Linked DNA regions of Ovis aries: region 2 is linked to region 1. A link is a contact called in public Hi-C data. All regions are on one chromosome and are shown on one strand. The core of a region is the stretch at or near the end of the contact, and the rest is flanking DNA. Distances in the headings are between cores, read along the strand shown.

What was found. Hi-C and Micro-C count contacts between places; a contact is called where the count stands out from the background.
Region 2: a Hi-C map of liver shows a contact between it and region 1, with 5 times the contacts expected there. The contact joins the promoter of PXDC1 here to the enhancer-like site in region 1. A contact is called at or near these places in 12 of 16 Hi-C or Micro-C datasets (blood, hypothalamus, liver and 6 more).

The regions. Positions count from the first base shown.
Region 1 is chr20:49,260,460-49,267,254 of ARS-UI_Ramb_v3.0, reverse strand. No RefSeq gene overlaps it. Among named protein-coding and RNA genes, the nearest start is that of PRPF4B, 36 kb to the right of the region's middle. Within about 2 kb of position 4,939, at least 5 of the 54 cell types and tissues checked have an H3K27ac peak or open chromatin away from gene starts, as enhancers often do. A contact at or near this core is called in liver, where this site is marked.
Region 2 is chr20:49,330,432-49,336,801 of ARS-UI_Ramb_v3.0, reverse strand. PXDC1 (PX domain containing 1) reads right to left here and starts at 2,128. Exons shown (of 5, transcript XM_027958671.3): 1 at 1,448-2,128. The coding sequence starts at 1,703.

The DNA.
Region 1 (6,795 bases), core at 3,690-6,189:
TCTCCTCTGCAAGCAGAGTAAGGGTGACTGTGTCAAAGGCCTCTCTCTGCTTTTGAATGTTGAGGCCCGTGGGGTGGCGAGCCCCCTGGGAGAGGGTGGGGCTCAGCCCTCTGTGAGCTTTGTGTGTGGACTCGGACCGGGCAGGCTGGAACCCTGGGGACCTCTGACAGGTCGGCAGTCTGCTGGGGACCCCAGAGGTGCCTGGAGCCCTGAGGATCTTGGGTGTACCTGAGCTTAACCAACACAAATTCAAAAGACTTCCTGCTTGGAAAAAAAATAAATAAAAGAATGAGTAGGAGTTATTTACATTGCCACTTCAATATCTTCAACGTACTTGAAGATAAAAGAAAATTCCATAAACATAGAGAACTACAGCTACCAGTCCCCAAAGATGCGAGTGCAGCTGTTTGCACCTCCTCCGGAGCAAGAGGGGATCCAGGGTGAGGTCATCAGCATGCTGGCCCGTTCTATGGACGTGGCCGTTCAGGTGGACACACGCTGCGGTCAGACCGTTTCCTCTGTGTCCCGAAGGCAAGTAGGGGACGGGCCCTGCAGCTTCTGCAAGCTGTGCCCAGCCCGAAACTGCGTGCACACACACACACACACACACACACACACACAGAGTGTCTGACCGGCCTAGCCTACCTCACTGAGTGTGCTGAGCCTCATTTCTGTCGACAGCCCCCCCGCAGCCCTTCAAGCCTGTTTACCCCAGCCTGTCATGCCCACCATGGCCTCGGGTCATGGTTTCCTTCCAGGTTCCCGGCTCTGCCCTCTCTCCTCTCCGCAGTGGCCCTGGGACCTTGACTCAGAGATGACCTCGGGCCCCCCAGCTGGTTCCCAAGTCCGCCCGTCGGCGCAGGGCCAGGCAGCCCAAACTAGCCAGGGCGGGTGGGTCTGTTGCCACCCACGACTTCACAGATCTTCTGTGCCCACATCCTGCTCCCCAACTTCCCGCAAGGTCGCTCAAGGTCACTGAGATCTGCTTTCCCCTTCCTCACAGTCAGTGTCTCCCACATGACCTGGTCTCCTCATTGGCCTGACTCCAAGCTAGAATCAGAGTCGGACCAAGCCTTGGGGAGGAGGCAGGCAGCCTGGTTCAGCCTCACCGACATGCCTGTGCGTTATGGCTGCAGCAAATGTGCGGAACGTGAAAAGAACCTAGAAGAGAATTCTACTAGAAACGGCACTGTGAAGTCCATCTACAGGGGACAGAGACGGCAGGAAGGAGGTGACGCAGAACCGAACGTAGGGGACAAGTAGGTAAGCCAAGCTGTTCCCAAGACCCAGACACAGCGAGTACAGAACCAGGTGCAGCCTGGCCGTCGAGAAAATTCTCCCTGGCCAGCCTGCCCTCTGGCTCACACTTCCTGCCCGTGGGTCGTGTGACCTCAGCCAGAGGTAAGGAGGCCCCAGAATTCACTTGGGAATTAATTCAACCCTTAATTTTTGGAATGATATCATCATTTCCTTAGTGAGCACATGGCGTTAGTCTTGAAGAGATACAGAATTAAGTGTAAAAATAATGAAGATAAATCAAACCTATTTTTAAAAATATTGGTACCAAGAAAAAGTCTGTGGATATTTGTGGGTTTTTTTTCCCCCATTTGTTATGTTTATGAGTATTTTGTGTGCTGGGTTGCCAGGTCAAACTTGAAATTCTAATTTAAAGCATTAGTTCAAATAGTTGACAGATGATGATTTTATGTTGACATTTTAAGGAAATGTAAGATTCATTATGTGTCCAGAGTTTATTTGTTATTTTTCCAGGAATAATTACTTAAGTGTTTGGCACAATTTGCCTGTTCATCAGACAATTAAGGAAATAAAATTATTACATTTACAAATGCTGTTTTGGTTTTCTTAAATAGGACCAAGGATTAATCAGAGGCCCTCTTTGAAAAGTTATTAAATATTACTAGATTCAGTGTTGAAAATAAAGTTTGCAGGTTGAATGGCATGTAAGTATCATGAAGGGACCCTGCCACAGTGCTAATTAAGCATTCAAAACATTCACCAGTTTTTATTGTAGGTGTATTTCTCATGAGACTCTTCGGCAACGATCACCTTTCCTTTCACTGAAAAGGCTATTTCAGACACCAGTGAGCACATACTCACACCAGAGGCCAGGGAGTCCAGTGCGAACTCCAGGGAGGCTGCTGTTACCTGTGAACTGAGTCGCTCAGCCCCTCTGAGCCTCAGTCTCCTCATCTGTAAAATGACACAACAGCAATTCGCTCCTGTGGCAGACTCTAAGGGCAGATGAGACCAGGTGGGTGAGAGAGGCCCTTGCCAAGGACCCCCACAGCAGGCACCCAGGCTCGTCCCATCTAGGAAGACTCCGATCAAAGAAGCATAGCAACCTTTTACCTGGGCCACAGCCTTTCCGATTTCATCAGAAATTCATGTCGTAAAGGAAACTTACACATTGTCTTGAAAGCCTGCAACAGCTCCATCTCAGTCAGGGGATGAGCTGAGGCCAGGGCTGTGGCCCACCGCCCGTACCCTGGCCCCCGCAAGCTGCCTGCATTCCCCCTGACCTCATTGCCTGCTGTTCCCCTGCTGCTCTGACCCCGACCTGCCTAAGTGACCAGCGTTTCCCCTGGCTGCGAGCGTTTCCAGCAGGTTCTGCATGACCCACCCCCTCTCGCTCTCAGGCCTCTTTTCAGATGCTGCCTGAGCCCCCTAAAAAGTCCGCCATATCGGCTCTAGCCCCTGGATGCCCATGGCCATGCCGTCCCTTTCCTCCAAGGTCCTCGTCACCATTTAGCAAAACACCCAAGCCGTGACTGGCTCTGTGTTCACATACCCCAGTAGGGTGCGAGCAGAGCAGAGAGTGTGTTCCCCACCACGGACCTGACAGAGCGGGAGCCCGCCCCTCAAAGGAGCAAAGGATGTGAGACAGGCGGGCCCAGGGCTCCGGCAAGGTGGATTTCTGAGACTCGCCTGTGTGGTCATCGTGTACAGATCCCTGGGCCTCCTGACTCTTTGCTTCCTCCTGTCCACAGGGCAAGCAATCCTGTGGGACACAGGGAGCCCAGGATGACTCAGGGTATAAGGGCGCATTGGCTGGATGGCGGTGCGGACTGTTATCACTAGCGGGTGACATTTCAGAAGGTTGCCCGAGGGTGCACAGTTACAAACATTTTGAAGTTGAAAATTGTTTTCCCTTATGGAACAAGGCTGTGAGCCAAGAAGGACTCAAATCAGCAGTGCTCAGCCCCGTCACATGATATGGGGAAAGGACAGTCACCATGAGTTGTCTCAAAACTGGTGAAAACTGGGGTCGACTGAAGATTCTGGAAAAGTCTCAGGAGGGAATTGTTCGCATCTTGGGAGCTTGTCTCTTTGCTCTGTGAATGCCTGGTCAACGTTCTCTCGGTGGAGGTCTGGAAAATTCTCTGATGGGGAGAAACTCGATGAAGTTCATTACCTCTGATGATGGATAGAATGATTCTCTAAGTGCAACGACTGTGCCCAACAGGATGGCATGCAAGTTCAAGAGACAGAACAAGGGTTTTCCTCGCTGTTTATACACGGTCGTTCAGTCCGCATTTTAAAAACTCTTCTCATTGAATTCAGAGACCAAAGGTCTTTCTCTCAGAAACTGAAGCTTTTGTACAGAAAGAGCCCAGGCATATTTGCAGGAACTAGGCTGGTGTGACAGGTCACCTGGGCAGCTCTGCAGCATGAGGACACCGGTCTGATTAGCTGAGGCCACAGGTTCAGATACAGCAAGTTCCTCAAACCAGTCACCCTGGCACCTGTCCACACACCTGCGCTCGAGCTGACCGGGGGCCAGGGTCACTGGGGGGCAGGGTAGGGGGGACTGCTAAGTGTCAGGCTCCTGGGAACATGAGATCACATGTGAGAGTCTGTAATGTTCTAGAGCAGGTGAGGGGTGGGTGTCAAATCAAACTCCAGTGTTATCCTGTTTTTCAGCAATTTGAGGACAAGATGCTCATGGATGGGGGCCCAGCACAAGAGGTGAGCGCCACCTGGTGGACGAACCCGGAGGTCCTCCTGGTACCCAACCTGCCCCCCTTCCCAGCCCCCACCTGCCAAACTCATCAACTGAGGCTAATGCGGCGGATGGAGCGTACACTTGACAACATTCTTTCACGTTTTTCAAAAGAAGGGTAATTTAAAATCTAATAATGAATTTTCCCTGGGGATCCCCCAGGTGCTGTCTGCCTTCTTGTTCTCCAGGGAGGTTACACAGGAGCCATCCCCTCACCCTATTCCTTGTTCCTTCGCTCAGACATAGCCTCCCCGACGTCCATCTCACACCTTTCTGCTTCACGCAAGAAACCCTGATTTTGTGTAAATGCCATGTAGGGCCCAGAGATGCCACATGAGCAAGGCCGGCCTCTGGCTCTGAGTCAGGAGAACAGACGTACAAGTGATGAGTGTTGGGATTTGCCGACAAATAGCAGCAAGTATGAAAGGGCAGGGGGGAGGGTCTGGGGGAGGTCAGAGGTCGGAGGCAGTGAGGGGAGAAGGGAGGGTCAGGGGCCACGGGCAGCGCCCCCAGAGTCCACCCCACTCACTGCCGCCGTCCAGATGTCCCCAAGCTCCAGCTAGTGCTGAAGCTGCAGCCTTGTCCCTGAGCCTCTGCCCTCCCTGGCTGCACTGGGCTGGCCTGGGTGTGGACACGTTGCTTTTCCTCTTAGTTCATCCAAGGCAGGGATGGAATTTTCCAGCAGAGTTGTTTACTAGGCAACTTAAGGGAAAAACAAAGCAACAACACGAAGTGCTAGCTTGCTGAGGCAAGCTACTCCGTCCCGGGGGCCCAGGCAGACACCCGCACACCGGCGAAGACGGCTCGGCGAGAGCAGCTCGTCCGCATGCGGCCCCTCGGCCCCCTTCACCCCTCGTGGGTCTCCAGGCGGCCAGGCCGGCGGAGGCAGAAGGCAGCTTACGAGTCTCCCGGGCTGGCTGAGATCGCAGGACCTTCCGGAAGCAGCTTCTGGAGCCTGGCTCTGGGACGGGTTGGTGATGCGCCTCCCGGCCCCACTGAAGCCCTCCGCCCTCGCCCTTACCCTCCTCCTCTTCCTTCTTCAGGACTAATGAACATTTACGTAAAGTAAAAACACGAACCATAAGCGTTGCTTGTGGTATATGGGGGCCTTCCCTGGTGGCTCAGATGGTAAAGAATCCGCCTGCAATGCAGGAGACCCGGACTTGACCCTGGGTCAGGCAAATCCCCTGGAGGAGGGCATGTCTACCCACTCCAGTATTCTTGCCTGGAGAATCTCATGGACAGAGGAACCTGGTGGGCTACAGTCCATGGGGCCGCAAAGAGTTAGACACACTGAGCAACTAACACATCCACCCATCTCCACACACACACGGTATATGGAGTATGCACAGACAGGTGTCCTTCCATCAGCTCAGTCTCTCGGTCATGACTGACTCTCTGTGACCCCATGGACTGCAGCACACCAGGCTTCCCTGTCCGTCACCAACTTCCACAGCTTACTCAAACTCACATCCATCAAGTCGGTGATGCCATCCAACCATCTCATCCTCTGTGATTTCATAGTCATGAGAGTAAATAATGTGCAAAAATATAATGTATATTTGTGCAAAAAATGTATTCCTACTATTTAAGTTTTGGATTGTAATATGTTTAAAAAAAAAAAAAAAGACCAAGGAACATTTGAGTTACCTCTGAGCTTGGCGAAGGTTTCTTTTGGTTCCTCTGGAATCGAAATCTATAAGCTAACGTACTGCACTTCTCGATTACACCTTGAGATGAGACTCAATGCCTTCCTTTTTACAGAATTCATTGGGACAATTTAGTCTGGGCAAACTGGAAATACCGCAAAGCAAGGCTGGATCTGGACGTTAGCCTTGAGACCGTGTGCGCTGAGCAGAAAGGGAGGCCGGGTCTGGACGTGGATCGTCCTAGCATGAGGGACCAGCAGCCCAGGGGTGAGTCCCTGGCCCGGATCTGGGCGAGGGTCCCCGGGCCCGGTTCTGGGTGAGGGTCCCCGGGCCCGGATCTGGGCGAGGCAGCAGTCGGAGCATCAGCCCTGCTGCCCACGGGCCGGGCGAGGCCCCCACTCCCCGCGCCCCGCGTCCTTTCTGCGAAGCGGCACAGACGGCCTCGGCCGAGAGGGGGCGCCGCGCCCCCCCACCCCCGCAGGGTCTCGGGCAGGGCAGCGCCCCCCGGAGCCGCCGTGCTCCAGCCCCGCGCCCCGAGGCTCCCGACCGGCCACTCAGCAAGCTCTCTCGGGCGCCAGGACGCCCCCACGAGGCTGTCTCTCACACTCTGCACCTGACCCCTGAGGAGACAGAGCGTTTTAAAAAGACGGACTTTCTCGAGGGCGCATTTCTAAACAGCAGTGCTGGGCCTCAAACCCCAGTTGGTGAATCGCCAAAGCCTTTTTTAAAGGACTGTTTTTTCTTGAGGTAAGGCATGAAAAGTACTTAAGCCACCATCCAGCTCTGTGGGTCTCCACCCAGTAACACACGTGTGCTTGCACGCGTCTCCCCCACCCTCGTCTGTTCCCCTCCCAAGGGTCAGGCGGCTGTCCTTTCATGGGGCTTTTCCGACGTGAGCGCCTCGATTCCCAGAAGCGATCACTTGTCCTCCACCAACTGCACCTACGGTGGCTACGGCCAGCGCAGGTTGTCCTGGATCCGGGAGCAGAGGAAGGAGCTGAAGAAAAACGCATTCCTCGGCACAGCAAGACAAATGCCCCGGGGAAACGGTACACGTGACCTTACTCACACAGAGAGAGTCACAGATGTAGAGAAATGTGTGGCTCCCAGGATGCGCGGAGGGAG
Region 2 (6,370 bases), core at 879-3,378, 72 kb before region 1:
TATGGCGAGTCACCCGCCTCACACTCACCTGCCTTCTGCTCCGTTTCCCAGGTCCCAAAACAACTGAAGCTGTGCCCTCCTCCCGCCTGTGACCCTCATCAGAAGCCACTGAGGGTGACGACAGAAGGCACGTCCCTGGAGGGCTTGCTGCTGCCAGACAGGGAGCACCAGCGCCAACCCTCGCGGGGAAAGTGGGCGCGGAGTCCCGCGCAGGGAAAGGGGAGGAGCCAGCCCGGAGCGCCGCCGAGCGGGGTCCACTGACACTGAGACCTGGAGGCCTGGGAGGGCATGAGGGGAGGAGGGGAAGGCAGACTCTGGGCTAGCTCTCGGGGGCACCTGTTTACTTACGGCCCTCCCCGTTCCAGAGAAGATGAAAGGCATTGAATAAACCGCTGGTCCTTCATCTAAGCTTTCCTGATTTGGGCATCCATTTCATACAGTGAAAATACACACACACCCCCAAACAGCGAGTCAAGGCAAACTGCTGCCATGCTTGGGATGTCACTGAACTCCCTCCAGAGCAGCCATCAGCCTGAGACTCCAGGGGCAGGGCCGGCAAACTTGCCAGTGTTGGGAGACTTGCCAAGTGACGCGTCTGCCAGAAGATGTGTCATGAGAATGAGCTAATTACCCAGATAATTCACACTCAGGGCAGGGCTGTCACCAGTGGGGGTGGAGAGTATCCCAAGACCTCAGGGAGACGCCCCCGAAGGTGCCCCTGGGCTGCGTTTACAGGACGGTGCCCGCCTGCTCAGCGGGGCAGGTAGTCCCGCTTGTGGGGTGGTGAGGGGGCCCAGCCTTCCAGCCTCAACTTCAGCCTGGGCTCCTTCTCCTCCAGCCTCCTCTCCGCGGCCCACGGGCTGGCCCTGGAGGCCGCGGAGAGGAAACGGGAAGCCACCCAGTCCCCGCGAGCCAGGAAAAGTCACAAGGCCTGGAGGAGGCGGCCCGGTTCATCAAACCCAAGGCGGACCCACCCCAGCGGCCCCTCCCGGGGAGAGACAGAGGCCGCGTGGCACCTCGCACTCGAGCTGTCGGCCACCCGGCCACCGGGGACAGGGGAAGCGGCCCCGCGGGGTAGGGGGTGCCGCCAGACAGGGCGCGCCCCCCGCGGGACGCTTTCCTTAACTCTCCCCAAGGCTCTCGCAGCCCCTCCGGCCGCGGTCGCAGGGGCTGGCCGGTGGCTCGCCCGTCCCGCCTGCCTCGGCCCGCACGCAGACTGCCGCCCGCCCGCCAGTGCTCTTCACCGTTCGGGGGCGGGCGGAGGTCTGAGGATCCCTGTTCCGTGCCGGGGCCGTAGGGCGGCCATCCCGGCTTAACAAGCGCCCCTGCAAGCCCGCCCTCGCACTTTACACGAGCCCACTCCTGCCTCCCAGACCTCGAGGCCCTCGGTCCCCGAGCCCCCCGACACCCCCAGTCCCCCAGCCCCCCAGGCCGGGCCCGCGCCCACCTTGGCGCAGCGGCGCGCGCGCCAGCTCCGGCCGGTCCTCCGGGAAGGCGTCGCGGAGGCGCTGCCACAGGCGGCCCAGGTCGGCCAGGCTGCGGTGCAGATAGAGCACGCTGCGGTCCGACCACTCGGTGCGGATCTCGAAGAACTCCTCCTCGTCGCCGCGCCGGCTGACGACAAGCCGGCGGATGCCGTTCACCCAGCAGCCGCGCACGAACATGTTCACGAGCGACGTGCCCTCAAACACCGCCGAGGCCATGCCGCGGGCCGCGCATCCCCGGCCGGCAGGGGCACGCCCGCCCGGGCCGGGGTCCACCCGCGGCCGGGGTCCGCGCGGGGTCCGTCCGGGGCCGGGAGCCGTCTGCAGCCGGGATCTATTCCGGGCCAAGGTCTGTCCGGGGTCCTCCTGCGGCTGGAGTCTATCCGGGGCCGGGGTCCGTCCGAGGTCTGTCCAGAGTCGGAGAGATCCGGGATCTGTCCGGGGTCCGCCCGCGGCCGGGAGCCGTCTGCAGCCGGGATCTATCCCGGGTCGGGGTCCGTCTGAGGTCTGTCCAGAGTTGGAGCGATCCGGGGTTTCTCCGGGGTCCGGGTTCGCCCGAGGCCGGGGACGGGCCGAGGTCCTCCCGTAACCTGTCCGGAGGCCGGCTCGGTAGGGGCCCGCCCGGGGCCGGGGGCCGCGCGCTCTCGGGGGTGGCGCGGCCACAGGCTTATAAGGCGCTTCCCATCGCGGGCGGCGCGGTCCCGACGTCGAGGCCGAGGGCGCCTCCGCCGTCCCCGCCTCCGGGCGGAGGGGTGGCCTGGCCGCCGCGCCCCGCGCCGCCTCCGGAGCCCGCGCCGCTGGGGCCGCGGGTCCCCAGGCCGCGGGGCGGAGCGGAAACCCGAGCGCCGGCCCCGCCTCCGCGCCCCGCCCGCCCGCCACCCCCCTCCCCGGCCCTAGCCGCCGGCCCGGCCCGGAAGAGCCTGGGCCGGGCCCCGGGTGGCGACTGCTCTCGGCTCGTTTCTCCATCTTGGGAAACCCTCGGGTCAGGGGGCTACGCGCCCCACCCGACCTGCGGGAGCGGAAGCTGAACTTACGCGCGGAGGGGCGCACCGCTCCGGGGACCCGGCGCCGGGACTGTCTCGCTGGTTCCCGCCGCCCGCACGTCCTCCCCGGGCCGGGCCCGAGGCCGGAGCCGCCCGCCCCGCGTCCCCCGCGCATTCCAGCCGCGCCACTGCCCGGGCGCGGCAGGGGACAGACGACGCGGCGGGCCCGCGCCGGCGCCCAGGGCCCCCACCCCCGGACGGAGAGGGAACCGCTGCTCAGAAGCGGGCCGGGCCGGCGGTGGGAGAGGGCCCCAGGGAAGAGCGGCCCCGCCTGCGCGGGGCGCGTGCTGAGCCGAGGGGTTTCGAGAGTGGCCCCGGGGCAGCTGCCGGGGCAGAACCGGGGGTCGCAGCCGCTCGCTCCGCAGGATGGTCCTCACTGGGAGGTAACTTCAAGCCAGAGTTCAAGACTCGGAAGTTAGTTCAGGCGTTGGAACTCGATTGCAGAGTGTCTTGGGCGACCTCACGTCGCCCGAGGCGGGGTGGACAGACCCAGGGCGAGGCCCTTCAGCGCTTGGCACTTATAGAAGGTCTGAAGAAGCTCGGCAGAAACTGTGGGCACCGAAGGCCGGTTGTCGGTCGCGTGACGCAACTTGTCCGAGGGGTGTGTACCCCCCACCCCCAACACACCCCCAACACACCCTTACACACAATCACCGACTCCAAGTTTTGCTCAGCCGGCCCCAGTGACTGGCCCATATCAGATCGTCAGCTTTCATCCAAGTTTTCATCCAAGTTTATCTTCACCTCCTGTTTGCCTTGTGAGCTGAGAAGAGAAGGTGTTTTCCACAGGCTGGCGACCCCCTAAAGTGGCAGCCGCCCATCCGTGCTGGTGACTGAGGGGCTGGCCGCTGAGTCCTGGTGACTGAGGGGCTGGCCGCTGAGTCCTGGTGACTGAGAGGCTGACCATGGGGTCTGCAAGAGGTCCCAGAGGGTGGAGGTGGGAGGCTGGGCCGAGTATCCCCCCCACCGCCACAAAGCCCCACTGAGGCCTCCCGCCGCTGTGCCCTTTCCCGCTCTGCTGCTGGGCCGGGCAGCCTCTCTGCCACCAGAGCGCAGGAGCTTTTAGGAAGTCAAGTCACCCAGTCACAGCCGACTCTTTGCAGCTTCTCTAGCCAAGAGTACTGGAGTGGGGTGCCATTTCTTTCTCCACGAGATCTTCCAGGCCCAGGCACTGAACCTGAGTCTCCCACATTGCGGGCAGACTCTTTACCCTCTGAGCCACCAAGGAAGCCCAGGAGCTTTTATGCATCCAGCCAAATCTTTCCTGGGAGCAATCAGGTCTTGGTTTCCCTGTTGCCTAGGAGATCTAACTTCGCGAGGCAGCCCTTCAGCTGTGCCAGACACTCTGGTCACTGAAGAGAAGGAAGCATTTTCCTGTCAGCGATGTTTGTTTAAAGAGACCTGGAACTAGAGAATAAAAATAGCAACTGCCCAGAACTTACTAATCATTACAGAAATTCTGAGTAAAGCACAGTGAGCTGCCACTTTTTAATCCATTGTTTTGATACAGATTTTTAAAAATCTATTAAGAAAAATTATCCAAAATCTGAAAATGAGACCAGAAAAACAGTGATCCTTCCAATGTCCTATCAAAGGATATTTTTCAAGCCCAAGGATTACTTCCTTTTCTAGTTGAATGTACTGTTGTCTGACGCTGCGGTTTACTATTAATGAAAGGCATACCAACCTGCAGATTCGTGCACAGAAGAGATGCAAATAATTTTTGTCCCAAAGTAGAGTTAACGTCAAAGGTTATAATGTACTGCCCTATAAGACACTGACCATTTTTATATCTAGCCTTGCAATCTTACTTTAATATAATCTGACTCTACAAATCCATTTCCACAAATGGTCTTTGAATCAGCTTTTTCATCTTATAAACGTCCTCAAAAATTAATGAGGTGAATAAGCTTTTGGCTCCTGTGCATGCCATATTTGTAGAAAGATATGAGAGTCGTGTTTAACTTGGAAACTTATACTTGGGAAAGTCTGACAAGAATGGGAGTTTTTGCCAGGTTATGGAGAGATATGTACCCTCTTTGAGTACTGATTTGGAGCAGCTCCTTTGGAAAGGGCTCTTTGGAAGGCAGTTTGGCAATTGTTAAAACTGAAGACAGTGCAGTGCTGATGATCCAACAGGTCCTCTTTTAGAGTCAATCCAGAGAAACATTCCCACATGAGCACTAAGGGAAATGTGCCGTGGTTGCCGCGGTGAGAACGTGGAATGACCTTCCACCACATACAGTGGTAGGTGCGTGTGGAGAACACTATGCAGCCGCAGAAAATGCGTCGGTCCTAAAGGTAGGGCCTGTGATTTGCTCTTTAGTCTCTCGGTTGTGTCTGACGCTTTGCAACCCCATGGACTGTAGCCCCCACCCCACCCCAGGCTCTTCTCCATGGGATTCTCCAGGAAAGAATACTGGAGTGGGTTGCCATAGCCTCCTCCAGGGGATCTTCCCGACTCAGGGATCGAACCTGCGTCTCCTGCACTGGGAAGCAGATTCTTTACTGCTAAGCCACCAGGGGAAGCCCCGGAAGCCACGTCAATGGAAAAACTATAGGTGGAAATGGCTGGTGGGTACAGCATGGTGCTATCAACAGTCACAACAAATTTTTTGGCCAACCTAATAAACAGCCGGAGTGCACCCAGTGCTTGACTCCAAAAAGTGGGATGAGGTCCTAGCGAGGTAACAGAAAAAGCCTGAGAAGAAAACCTCACTGGGACCTCATCCCTCTTTGCAGAGTCAAGCACTGGTCCAGCCCAGCCGCCAAGTCCGGTGTGCCGTCTCATTGCTCACCTGGGCCCTCGGTCTGGATTTGCCTTTCCAGGTATCAAGTGAAAGTCTTTCTGTCGTGTCCAGTGCTTTGCAGCCCCACGAACTATACAGTCCTTGGAATTCTCCAGGCCAGAATACTGGAGTGGGTAGCCGTTCCCTTCCTCAGGGAGTCTTCCCAACCCAGGGATCGAACCCAGGTCTCCCGCATTGCAGGCGGATTCTTTACCTTCTTAGCCACCAGGGAAGCCCAAGAATTGAACACGAAAATGTAAGAAGCCCACGTCTGTGAGGCCAGCTGGGTGGTAAAGGGCAGAAAGTGTGCTGTCAGACCTCCGAGGACCCATGTTATATAAACGTCAGGAGCAGCCACAGAGGAGGTGGGGTGGTTTCAGGTTGTGAATCAGGCTGATTGGGTAGCTGGGCGCCTGGGGCTAAATAATACACGTGAAGCAGAAACAAAGAGCAGCTCTCTGGGTCACCTGCTGGGCTGCCAAGGCAGCTAGAATTGCACAGGTGTGTCTGAGGAGCCCTGGTTGTAGGCAAGCGCTTGGGAAACCAGACACTTTAATCTGATTCTTAAGACGGAAAAACAAGAGTAAAAGACTGCATGAAATTCAAGTCCTTTACCCTCGAGGGGAGGATCGCTTCTCCGTTTATTTTTCTTCAGTGGTGGTTTTGTTTGGGTTTAGATTATTTTGTTAAGCTCTATCCTTTCCCAAACCCTGGCAGTTAAGAAAGAGCAAAGCCTGGTGGTCCCTCCCGGCCTGCATCAGACAGCACGGTGGGGAGCTGGGGGCTCCAGCCAGGAAGGGAGACGGGGTCGGGGAGGCCCTCCTGGCCCCAGAAGGACCCTAGCCCCACTGGTTCCACCGTTTGTCACCCCTCCCACCTCCGCCACATGCAAAATTGGAGCTAGAGCGGTTTTCATCACTGCCTGTGCTTGCGATGAGTTGCGTAAACTAGTTACGGGGACATCATTATTTTTGTCAGAGAAGGCAATGGCACCCCACTCCAGTACTCTTGCCTGGAAAATCCCATGGACGGGGGAGCCTGGAAAGCTGCAGTC